2 separate regions of the Pan troglodytes genome follow, and region 1 is linked to region 2. The links are chromatin contacts, called in public Hi-C maps. All regions are on one chromosome and are shown on one strand. Each heading gives the region's core, a stretch centred on a gene start, on an enhancer-like site or on the middle of the called end of the contact. The rest is flanking DNA. Distances are from core to core; before and after follow the strand shown.

What was found. Hi-C and Micro-C count contacts between places; a contact is called where the count stands out from the background.
Region 1: a Hi-C map of stem cell-derived neural progenitor cells shows a contact between it and region 2, with 3 times the contacts expected there. The contact joins the promoter of NSFL1C here to the promoter of LOC104003486 in region 2. A contact is called at or near these places in 1 of 7 Hi-C or Micro-C datasets (stem cell-derived neural progenitor cells) and 1 of 1 datasets of contacts at active chromatin or transcription factors (stem cell-derived excitatory neurons).

What each region holds. Positions count from the first base shown.
Region 1 is chr21:8,141,010-8,146,523 of NHGRI_mPanTro3-v2.0_pri, reverse strand. NSFL1C (NSFL1 cofactor) reads left to right here and starts at 2,879. Exons shown (of 9, transcript XM_001154255.8): 1 at 2,879-3,191; 2 at 5,484-5,514. The coding sequence starts at 3,087. It overlaps SIRPB2 (signal regulatory protein beta 2), which reads left to right. Exons shown (of 7, transcript XR_008541296.2): 7 at 1-313.
Region 2 is chr21:7,794,265-7,799,553 of NHGRI_mPanTro3-v2.0_pri, reverse strand. It overlaps LOC104003486, which reads left to right and starts at 2,109. Exons shown (of 6, transcript XM_054674559.2): 1 at 2,109-2,288. PSMF1 (proteasome inhibitor subunit 1) reads right to left here. Exons shown (of 8, transcript XM_063803321.1): 2 at 1,770-1,919. The coding sequence starts at 1,898.

The DNA.
Region 1 (5,514 bases), core at 1,630-4,129, 350 kb before region 2:
GTGAAGAAGAGTGGTAGAAGAAGGCGGTGCTGAGGCTGAGGTAGTAGAGAAGGGTGAGTGGTATCGGCAGCTTCCATGTATAGGGGCCTCTGGAAGGTCTGAATGTCAGTTGGGAAATCAATCATTTGCTCCACCTAGCAGCTCCCCTGGGCCCCTAAGCTATAGAGGGTCTAGCGCTTAGGAGACTGGAGTAGGGGGTCAGAGGAGACACCAGTCCTGGGTACACACAGCTCCTGCCCAAAGTGAAGTCACCACCAGTGAGGACACAGCAGAGGGGGTGCCAAAGGAAGGCTGGGGTGGGGCGGGAGGTGGTGGAAGATAGGATTAAAGGGAGGGGCTGGGGTGAGACTGGAGTGGGAAGGAAGATGGAGATGAGCCCGGAGGGGGCTGGGGGTGAAATGGAGTGAAAGTGGGCTTTGGAGGGTGGGGTGCATTTAGTACTGAGGGTGGAGTTAGAAGGGAAAGTGGGGCGGGGTGGGTCAGGTGCTGGTGGCGGATCTGTGAGGTAGAGGTGAGGCTGGAGGTGGTAGTGGTGGTAGAATTTGGGGATGGGGCTTGGGTGGGATGGGGCTGGAGGTTGGGGGGTGGTGTGGTTGGACATAGGAGAGTGGAGCTAAAGCTGAGCCTTCAGCACCTCCTTCTCTAGTCTTGTTAAGGACACTTAGATAAGTGTTATGTAAATGTAGTTTCAAGTTCATGCCCTCACATCCCCTGCCTTAAACTCCAGTTGGGTCATCTGGAGCTGCCTCCAGAAACCAGCCACAGGAAGTGACCAGCACAGTCCTGCAGTCTAAGGAGAGACAGTGTGGTGTAGTGGTTAGAAGCAGACTCAGGAGCCGTGCAATACTTGGATTCAAAACTCTTTAGAAGTCTAGGTTTCCCCATTTGCAAAATGGAAATGATAACAATAGAACTCACTTCATAGGGTGCATGAGTTAGTGTATCTAAGGCTCTTTGTAGAGTGTCTAGGGGCATAGTAAGTGCTCAGTAAACACTAGCTGCCAGGTAGTGTTATGGGAAAGGATGCCCTCAAGGCCTCTAGAAGAGGGATCAGGGACCCTCTGGCCGAACAAAGAGCTTTCCCTGATGGCACAAAAATGAAGAGGGAGGTGACAATGAGTTTCAATAACTCCAATACCAGCCAGGGAACTGGACCATGAGGAGCTGATCGCCTGCAGATCTTTAAGCTGGGGTTAGTCGTTGTCAGTTTCCAGGGTAGAAAGACCTTACTGGTTGCCAATCGTGAGGTCCAGAGTGAGCCTCTAGCTTCTTGGACTTCCTGGAAAGTTGGGGTGCATTTCGAGTTGACACAATGATGAAAGGGGTAAGGCCTAGGGACCGGGGCTGGTCCTGGGCGGCCTTGCAATAGAAAGGAGAGTCTCACACCACAAAGAAAGGACCCTCCTCCCATGCCTCCTGCCAGGGCCTATTGTGGCTGCAACCATGCTCCTAATAACCTAACCCAAGCCCTAACTCGTTTGTCATATAAACTTAAAGGATTTCTTGCACAGTGTTAATAAGACAGCAAATTTTCCAGGAAAGCAACTACTGTGTCAATTGAGGGAAGACTGGACTTTGTGCTGTTCATAACCTGATTAAGAGGGGTTTTGACTAAGCCTGGGCACCTTCTCAAGGTCTCCTTGAGAAAGGGACACCTGAACTGAGAGCTGAAGAATGAGCAGGGGCCGACAGAGGAAGAGGAAGGGAAGAGTGTCCCACGGTGGTGTTGGAAATTAAAGCTCGAAGTCGCAAGGAAAACCAGCACTCAAATAAAAGATTTCTCAGCAAAGCCAATTTACTTCTGCAGAAGGGTGCCACTCGCACATCTGGTCTTCAGGAAAGCACACCGAACAAAAGAGAGAAGGGGTTTTTATCCCTAATGCGGTTAGTCTCTGCTTCTGTGTCCTGTTCCCATTGGCTGGGGCTGGACGGCACAATCTAAGCTAATCCCGATTGGCTAGTTCAAATGGAGCAGAAATGTGGGCTACAGTGGTAGGGCAAGCGGTTTCGGCAGGAAGAAGAGTTTCCGCGGGAATGGCAATTGTAGCGAGGGTATCCAAGGGAACAGATGTGAGTTATAGATTAGGACCGGCGGGAAGGTTGTTCCCTTCTTAACTAGGGGTAAGGAGGTACAAAGAACAAGGAAGTTAGGCTTTGAAAATAGAGAACAAACAACAAGTGAGCTGAACAAGTAAGTTCCTCTTTGGAGAGGAACTTACTGTACCTCTTGCAAGAGGCAAGAGGGCAAAGAAGCTGAGGACCCAGAAGACAGGATTGTGCCTAAGAAAGTGGCCTTGGAGCAGAGGCCCAAAGAAAGCGGGGAGAGCGCCTTGCCCATTGGTAAGGGAAAGGTGCTCCAGGCACAGAAGCAGCTAATGCAACGGCCCTGAGGCAAATGCAAGATAACTGGCAAGTTCCAGGAACAGCAAGGAGGGCAAGGCGCCTGGAGCAGAGGAAGCTAGCGGATCCCTAGATGAGATGGAGGAACTGGCCCATCTCTCATGGGTCCTGCAGGCAGGCCATGAGACTGTCTTTTATGCGGGGCGAGATAACGAGGCATGGACGTGTTGTGAGCGGAGGCCTAGCCTGTTCAAGGTCTGAATTTTTACCCCTAGAATGTAAGAAGCATGGGAGCAGGGACTTTGTTTTGCTCCCTGCCATATCCACAGCCCTAGAAAAACATCAGGCCATTGATAGCTCTCAGTAAATGCTTGACAAGTAAGTGAATGAACGAATGCACAATTAATGAAATGAGGGCTGCGTCAATGAATAACTGGGAATCTGACTCCTGCAGGGATCCTTCAGCCCACAGGTGTATGTAAGACCCGCCCCGCCTCTCATCCTTCGGGCTCCCACCCCCGCCGTTAGGCTGCGGTTCGCGCCGTAGTCGCCAGAGGGCGCGGAGCGGCAGGGTTTCCCGCACGGAGGGCTTTGCGTGAGGCACCGCGTGGGGCGGGGCTGCGGGCGGGCTCCCAGCTGCTGGGCCCTCATCGGCTGGGCCTCGTCGACCGGCAAGCGGAACGCGGCAGCGGGGCTGGGCCTGTGCGGCGGTCGCCGGAGCGCTTTGGAAGGCGCACGGGGCGAAGATGGCGGCGGAGCGACAGGAGGCGCTGAGGGAGTTCGTGGCGGTGACGGGCGCCGAGGAGGACCGGGCCCGCTTCTTTCTCGAGTCGGCCGGCTGGGACTTGCAGGTAGCGCCGCGAGGCGGGCTGTGTCGGGTGGGCCGGGGACTGCTGGGAGCGGGCGCATGGTGCCTTAAGCCCGCGGCGGCCGAAGCGCACAGTCATCCCCGCTCTACCGCGGCCCGACCCAGGCCTCATGGTCCCGGGACCGCTTGTCACGCGTCGCCTGCTCGGCTTGGGAGTGGGGGAACGCGGGCCAGCCCCAGCCAGTTCTGCCGTGCCAGTTTCACTCTGCCTCGCCCGCTTGCGGCGTCAGCGAGACTTCGGGCACTGCAGCAGCCGGCGAGGAGAGGGAGCGCCTGGGGGCGTGGCTGCCGCGCCGAGTATCTGCTGGAGGCCAGGCTGGTCCGAGTGAGCAGCTCTTGGGTGAAGCCCCACTCGGGACTAGGTGGCCGCTCATTTCCACTTCCGAAGTCCAGCCCGGGAGCTGACCCCCGCCCAGCCTTCCTCATTGCTGGGAGAATACCTCTGGGGTGGTGGCGCAAGGTTGGAGCTTCTTCACCTTGCGTAGTTAACTTATCTGTAAAATGGGAGTCTCGTGGAAATCGCTGTGTAGTTCATTGGCACGTACTGAGTATTCACTAAATACTTGCTAAGAAGACTTAAGCTTCACGAGGCAGGGATTTTTGTACACTGCTGAATTCCCAGTGCCTAGAACAATGCCTGGCACATAATAAGCACTCGGTAATTAACTGTAGAAAGAATTGCATAAATATTCTTGGCCAGCCTCGTCTTAGGTAGATGATGACGGTGATGACTAATATTTATTGAGTACCTACCATGAGCCAAGCGCTGTTCTGACTGCTTTACATGTCTTTTGTCATTTAACCTTCGCATTTTGCAGCTGAGATTAAAGAGGTTAAGTAACTTGCTCAAGGCCTCACTAGCTACCAGGCAGAAGAGGTAGAAGTGGAACTCAGTTCTGTCTGGTTGCAAGCAGGCAGAGCCCAAGCTTTAAACCACCATGTGCCAAGCACTTTACATAATATGATTCGTTTAATCCTAGCAACACTATGAGGTAAAGACTAGACCCATTTTATGGATGAGGAATTGGAAGCACAGAGGGCAAAGAATTTGCTCAGGGTCACATAGCCAGTAAGTAGCGGGGTTGGAATTTGAACTGAGTCTGCTGCCAAACGTAAATTACTCCCCAAACATAAGAATTCGGTAAAGCATCACACCTAGATCACACCTAGACACAATGGGAAGCCCCTATGCTGGGCAGAAATAAAAAGTTTCTACCTGAAAGACCTAAAAGCACACAGTGTTGTGACCGACAGATCTTCTGTCTCGTTCCCCTCACATTGTAGTGGGGAAACTGAGGCTCATGCATGTGACTTGCCTGGCAGGAACAGGACTTGAATGTAGGCTCCCTGAGAATGCCAGTTCACTACATGTCCTGAGACAGCACACTGCCTCCCAGCAGATTACTTTTATCCCATGACAGCTCACTGTCTCCTGTGAAGTTGGTGACCCTGAGGACAGAGGCCATGTCTATTTCATCTCTGTGACCTCAATGCTTTCTTGTGTTTGTGCAAAGCAAGTGATTAGTAAATGCCTGTCCGTTGAGTTGGTGACAGAGATGTCACAAGTGACCAAAGGATTCCCATATTCCTTCTGTATGTGTAGACCTAAGATGCGAGTATGCATAAATCTTAATGGATTATCTCATCCAGTGTGCAGGTTGGTGAGACAGGTACCCCCATTTCACAGATTAGGAAACAACTTGAAAGAAAGGAAAAGTAGCAACCTGGACTGACTCCACAGTTCCTGACTCCGGGCTGTACTGGAAGCGCTTAAGAGTAGGGGCCTGAGTACACTAGCAGGGATGGAACCTGGCTCCACTCTTTACCAGTTGTGTAAACTTGAACAAATTTTTTTTAGTCCTCAGTGCTTCTGTATCAACTATAAAATGAGATGATAAGAGTACTAATAGCATAGAGTTCTTGAGGATTAAACAAATTAACATATGTAGAATGCTCAGAACAACCTGGCATGTAAATGCTCACTAAATGTGTGCTACTTTTACTAGATCACGTTTCTTCATAAAATGAGAATAAAGAGTGTCTTCCACCCCAGCCATTCTTACTGCCTTCTTTTCACCTTAGTGGGTGGAATTTGTTTCAGTTGACACGAAGACTAACAGCTGAGCTGTTAACCTTCTGGTCTAATTTTCTTTGGCCCATGGATGCAAGCTACCTTGTAAGTGTTGGCCATGTCTGTATTCCTTTGTGCTCAAAGGAGATATGCATTAGGTGAAGGCCTGTTTAAGGGTCCCAAGGTACTACCTCTCTGTTTCAGATCGCGCTAGCGAGCTTTTATGAGGACGGAG
Region 2 (5,289 bases), core at 860-3,359:
GTCCCCTGCACCATCCCACATACCAGTTTCTTTGAAGAATCTAGGAAAAGTTGAAATAAAATGACTGGGGCAAGTGAAGAGCTGCTTAAGATTAAAAAGCTGGAGTAAGACAAGTGGGGAGACAAGATTTCTCTTAGGGGAACTATGCATTGAAAGAGGGGCCTGACGCTGAAATGGGGGTGCTGTCTCTACCTGGTCCCAAGGTCTGAAATGCTGAAAGACATTTTGAAGGTATGTGGAATGAAGAGCAGCACAAAGAGAAAGGTCAGGGACAGATGTGTTTGGGAAGGTGAAATGGTTCCTGCTTCCAGGTATGTGTGTGTGAAAGGCTAGCTGTTCTTTTCCATCCTCATCTCCAGTGTTAGAGCCCATTTGAGAGATGAAGTATGTGTGAGTTTGGAGGTGGGAATGGGGATCCTGAGTGTGTACCTGGGGTCCCAGTGAGATAATTGAGGTCTGGGGAAAAAAAGAGCCAGAAATCCCTGACGGTTCTTGTGTTCTGATTCCTGCTGGAGGGGGTAAAGTGTGAGAGGGGTATCGTGGTCTTGGTCTTTAGTTCTAAGAGACAGAGAGGAATAGGGACAGCAGTGAGGGGTGGGGGAAAGGGGATACTTGTCTAAGTGCTCAGAATGTATAAAGCAAGTTTGAAGACAGGTCCCTAAAGCTATGTCAGGAGAGAAGAATTAAGACTCTATTTGAGAAGCTAAAAAAAATGATTACAGGAGTTGAGAACTGAAGCAGTCAAAAAGGAGAGGAAGGGTGAAATCTCATTGCAAGATGCAATAGGTGGGGTGGTCTGTTTCCCATGGCTAGTCTTGGTTCTGAGAGTGAGAGAACAGTGACAGTGAGGGGCAGGCATGGAGGCAGGCCCACTTCTCCCAGGAAGCAGATGTCTAGGATGATGTGGATGTGGGGGATGAGGGTCACAGGGAAGAGACAGGAAAGAAAGAAGAATGCTAGAGCAAAGAATTAGTGAGGTGGGTTGGGTCCAGCAGTCCTAGAACTCTGTGGGGATGACAATGACGTCCCTAGCTGTAAGAGGTGGAGCCTGGGGATGGGAGAAGAGGGGATGGCCCCATGGGGACAACTATGAGGAGAAAATCTTATATGACCCTCACACCCAGGGTGTATGTGTGTACGACTCTGGGGGTGATTGTTTCCTAGAGCTTGAGTTGGGGATGGCAGTAGCGAGTGGACTATGCTGGGCCCTTCAGTAAAGGGTGAAAGGCGTGTGAACTCTCTGGGCCCACGCTAACGGGTGAAAAAAGGGCCCTGGCCTGGGGCTGAGTAGGTCAAAGCTCACTTCTGTACCTGTGCTTGGATCCAGATGTTTGGTGGAGGCTCTAGTGTGGTATGAGGGCGGAACTGAGTCAGTCCCCTCACCCCGAGGCTGGGTGGTAAGGAGTTCAGAGGGGATCAGGTGGGTGAGAAGTGCTCTGGGGAGCTAAAGTCCTGTCTAGATTCTTTTCCATTCTATGGAATGCTAGGTCCACACAGTCCTGGCCTGAGAGGCTGCCAAGCTGTGTTGAAGCGAGTGTCCGCCCTTGAGTTTACAAATCATGTTGTGCCAGCTGTGCTGTGAGGGACTCTGGGCTGGGATGGGGCAGGTGAGCAACCTCCGACCCGCAGGTTTTACCAACGCTGCCATGTGCCCCAGGCCCTGCATTGGGAGAGGCGGGGAAATCGGGCGCTCTGGACCAGGCCTCCGGTACTCTGAGTTTGGGCAGAAGACAGTTCCCTCCTCCACCCTGGCCGGCTCCGTGGCGTACCTGGTCACCGACACCCAAGCCGTAGTAGCCGTGTGTCACCACTTCCCAATGCAAGAAGCAGACGAGCGCGTCCTGCGTGCAGGTGATGGCCGGCGCTGCCGATGCGAACAGTACCTCCAGGCCCGCCATGAGCGCCCGCGACTTCGGCGTCTGGAGGAAAGAAGGGGGCGGGGGTAGTGCAGTGAGCCGGCTCCGCGGCCGGGGTAGCTATAACTCCGCTTCCCTCTTGCGCTGGTTCTTGCCGAGTCCACACCTGAGACCAAAATGGAGACGCCCGGGGACGGGGCGGGGCGGGGAAGCCGGAAGTAGTCCCAACAGCGGGCGCAACTGCGTGAGGCGCGCCGGGCTGGCAACGCGAGCGCAGCACTAAAAGGTTCCGCCAGGGAGCGCGAGCGGGGCGGGGCCCCTCAAAGCCGGAAGCCGGGTCTTCGCCGCAGTCGACAGGATCGCCTGACGCGGGCACAGCGTCCTCCAAGAGGCCACCTTGCTGAGAGGCAGACTTCCCATCCACAAAATGGGGTATGCTAGGCCGGGGAAGGGGCTGGGAAATGTGGCTAAAATACATTCTTAATAATCGTTAACACGTTCGCCGTGCTTGCTACCGTCCACATTATTCTAAATGCTTTACTTGTATTCATTTATTTAATCTTCACAACCCAACTCTATGCAGTTGATATTAACGATTAATGTGCCTCATTGCACAGATGAGGAAACTGAGGCACAGAGGGATAATTTGACCAAGATGACAACAGCCAGCCGGTGAACGGCTGAAATGCTTATGGGAACCTGGCAGTCTGGCTTCTAAGATAACATTTATTAAGTGTTTATTGTGTGCTACGTCGTGTGCTAAAACCTTTACATCACCCTCTCAACAACTCTATGAAGTATGGACCGTTATTATCCCCATTTTGCAGATGACAAAACGGCTCAGAGTTGAAACCACTTCTCCAAGGAGACACAACTGCTGCCCGCAGAGCTGAAGCTCCTGACCCACTACCAAATTTCAATCATTTATTTGCCTACCCCCTTTATGATTTTTACCACCCATTACTTCAACAAGTTTCATGAAATCCACTTATTGTTTTTACCCAGATAAATTTAGTTTCCCCATCCCAGTCACTAACCTGGTTCAAGCTCCTGTCATCTTTCACTTGGATGCCTGGCATCAGCCTCAGAACTGCCCCATTCCATTCCTGTCTCTCTCTAGTCTGTACTGCACTCCGCAACCAGAGAGATTCTGTTAGAAAACAAGTCAGATCGGCCAGGTGTGGCGGCTCATGCCTGTAATCCCAGCACTTCGGGAGGCCGAGGCAGGCGGATCACTTGAGGTCAGGAGTTTGAGACCAGCCTGGCCAACATGGTGAAACCCTGTCTCTACTAAAAATACAAAAATTAGCTGGGTGTGGTGGCGCATGCCTTTAGTCCCAGGTACTCGGGAGGCTGAGGCATGAGAATCAATCGAACCCGGGAGGTGGAGGTGGAGGTTGCAGTGAGCCAAGATCGCACCATTGCACTTCAGCCTGGGCAACAGAGCGATCCTCTGTCTCAAAAAAGAAAAAAAAAAAAAAAAGAAAAGTCAGATCACATCCGTTGGCTCAAAATCGTCACACTCAATGGAAAAGTAAAGTCCTCCCCATGGTCTGCAGGAACCTGCATGTGGTCTGCCATCTCCTGCCCCAGCCCTGCCAGCCCTGTACCTCTCTGATTCAATCTCCTTCAACTGTCCTCTCATCCCCTTTATACCTGCAATAACCTTGGCTCCCCCTCTTCTCTCACATCTACATCTGGTCCAACAGCAAAGCTAGTTGACTCCACTCTCAAAATATATTATGAATCTGACCACTTCCCATCACCTTCACTGCTTCCACTCTGGTCTGATCCTCCAGCATCTCACACTTAAGACTATTGCAGTAGCTTCCCAGCCAGTTTCCCTGTTTCATGTGTTCTGTTTGGGCCTTTGCGTTCCTCTTCCTGGAATGCTCTTTTCCCAGATATCTGCATGTCTTGCTTCTTCATTTCAAGTGGCTCCATCCCTCACTCCTACCATCCTCAACAGAGGGCTTCCCAGACCATTCCATCCAAAATAACCTTCTCCCGTCTTTAATCCCTCTCTGGCTTTTTTTTTTTTTTCCTGCAAAGCATTAATCGTAACCTGAAACTATGTTAGGTGTTTATTTCTTTGCTTATTTAATGACTGTCTTTCCACTAGACTGTGACAAAGGAACAGGGAGCATGTCTACCTTGTGCACATATGTACCTGAGTGCCTTCTGGGATCAATCTATACTTATTGAAAGACAGAATGAATACTGAATGAAGGAATGAATTCTTGGCCTAGCCCCAACCCAATCAGGGCACTCTTACCTCTTTATAGTCCATCACTCCCTTTGTCAGCTGGCCCTGTGCCTCTCCAAATTTTGTGTTCCTAAAGTTTCCTTGAGACAACCAGATTCTTGAACCCCTTCTGCAGAGATTCTGGATGAGAAGGTCTGAGGAAGAGTGCATGTATGTTGACTACATTCTGGATGACACTAAAGCTAGTGGCTGTGGAACTCCTCTCTGAGATGTACTGCCTGTGGCATAAAGCTATTTGCCCTTTCTACTGAGAAGTTCTGCACTTTCAGTCTTCCCTGCTTTTGCTTGCTCTGTCCCTTCTGTTTGTAATGCCCTTATCCAATTATGGAAAATTTCTACAGATTCCTTCCATCAATAAACTTTCATAGGCTGGGCTGCCATGAACCATAGTGCAGGGTGTCCACTTAAGGTGCCTACTTAGTGGCAGCCCATTCCTAAGTGCCTACTGTGGGCCAGACACAGATGAACAGGTTCCTGTCCCTATAGAGCTCACTGTCTAGTGTTTAAAAAAAAAAAAAAAAAGTACTGGCCAGGCACGGTGGCTCACACCTGTAATCCCAGCACTTTGGGAGGCTGAGGCAGGTGGATCACGAGGTCAGGAGTTCAAGACCAGCCTGGCCAACATGGTGAAACCCTGTCTCTACTAAAAATACAAAAATTAGCCGGGCGTGGTGGCAGGCACCTGTAATCCCAGCTATTCGGGAGGCTGAGGCAGGAGAATCGCTTGAACCCGGGAGGTAGAGGTTGCAGTGAGCCGAGATCAAGCCACTGCACTCTAGCCTGGGTGATAAAGAGAGACTGTCTCAAAAAAAAAAAAAAAAGTGGATTAAGGATCAAAAGGTGTTCCAGTAAAAGGAAACAGTATGTGCAAAGGCATGGTGGAATGCAGCTAGCTCTGTGGGATTACAAGGTCAAGTTGCCTCCTGAGTGAGGTTTCTCTCGTCTCTTTGCCCATGATTAATTGCACTTTCCTCAGTGTGCTTGGCATCAGTGGGCTATCAAGGGGTGGGCATGGGACAGTGAGAGCTATCAGCCTTAGTCAGGTGGAGAATTTTATCATTGAAGTTGATTCAAATTGCTGGTACATGATGATAGTAAAAAGTGGACTGGCTTTTGGTCTGTTTTATTACTGCTTTTACGTTTTTTACAGCAAATGTACCCACTCCT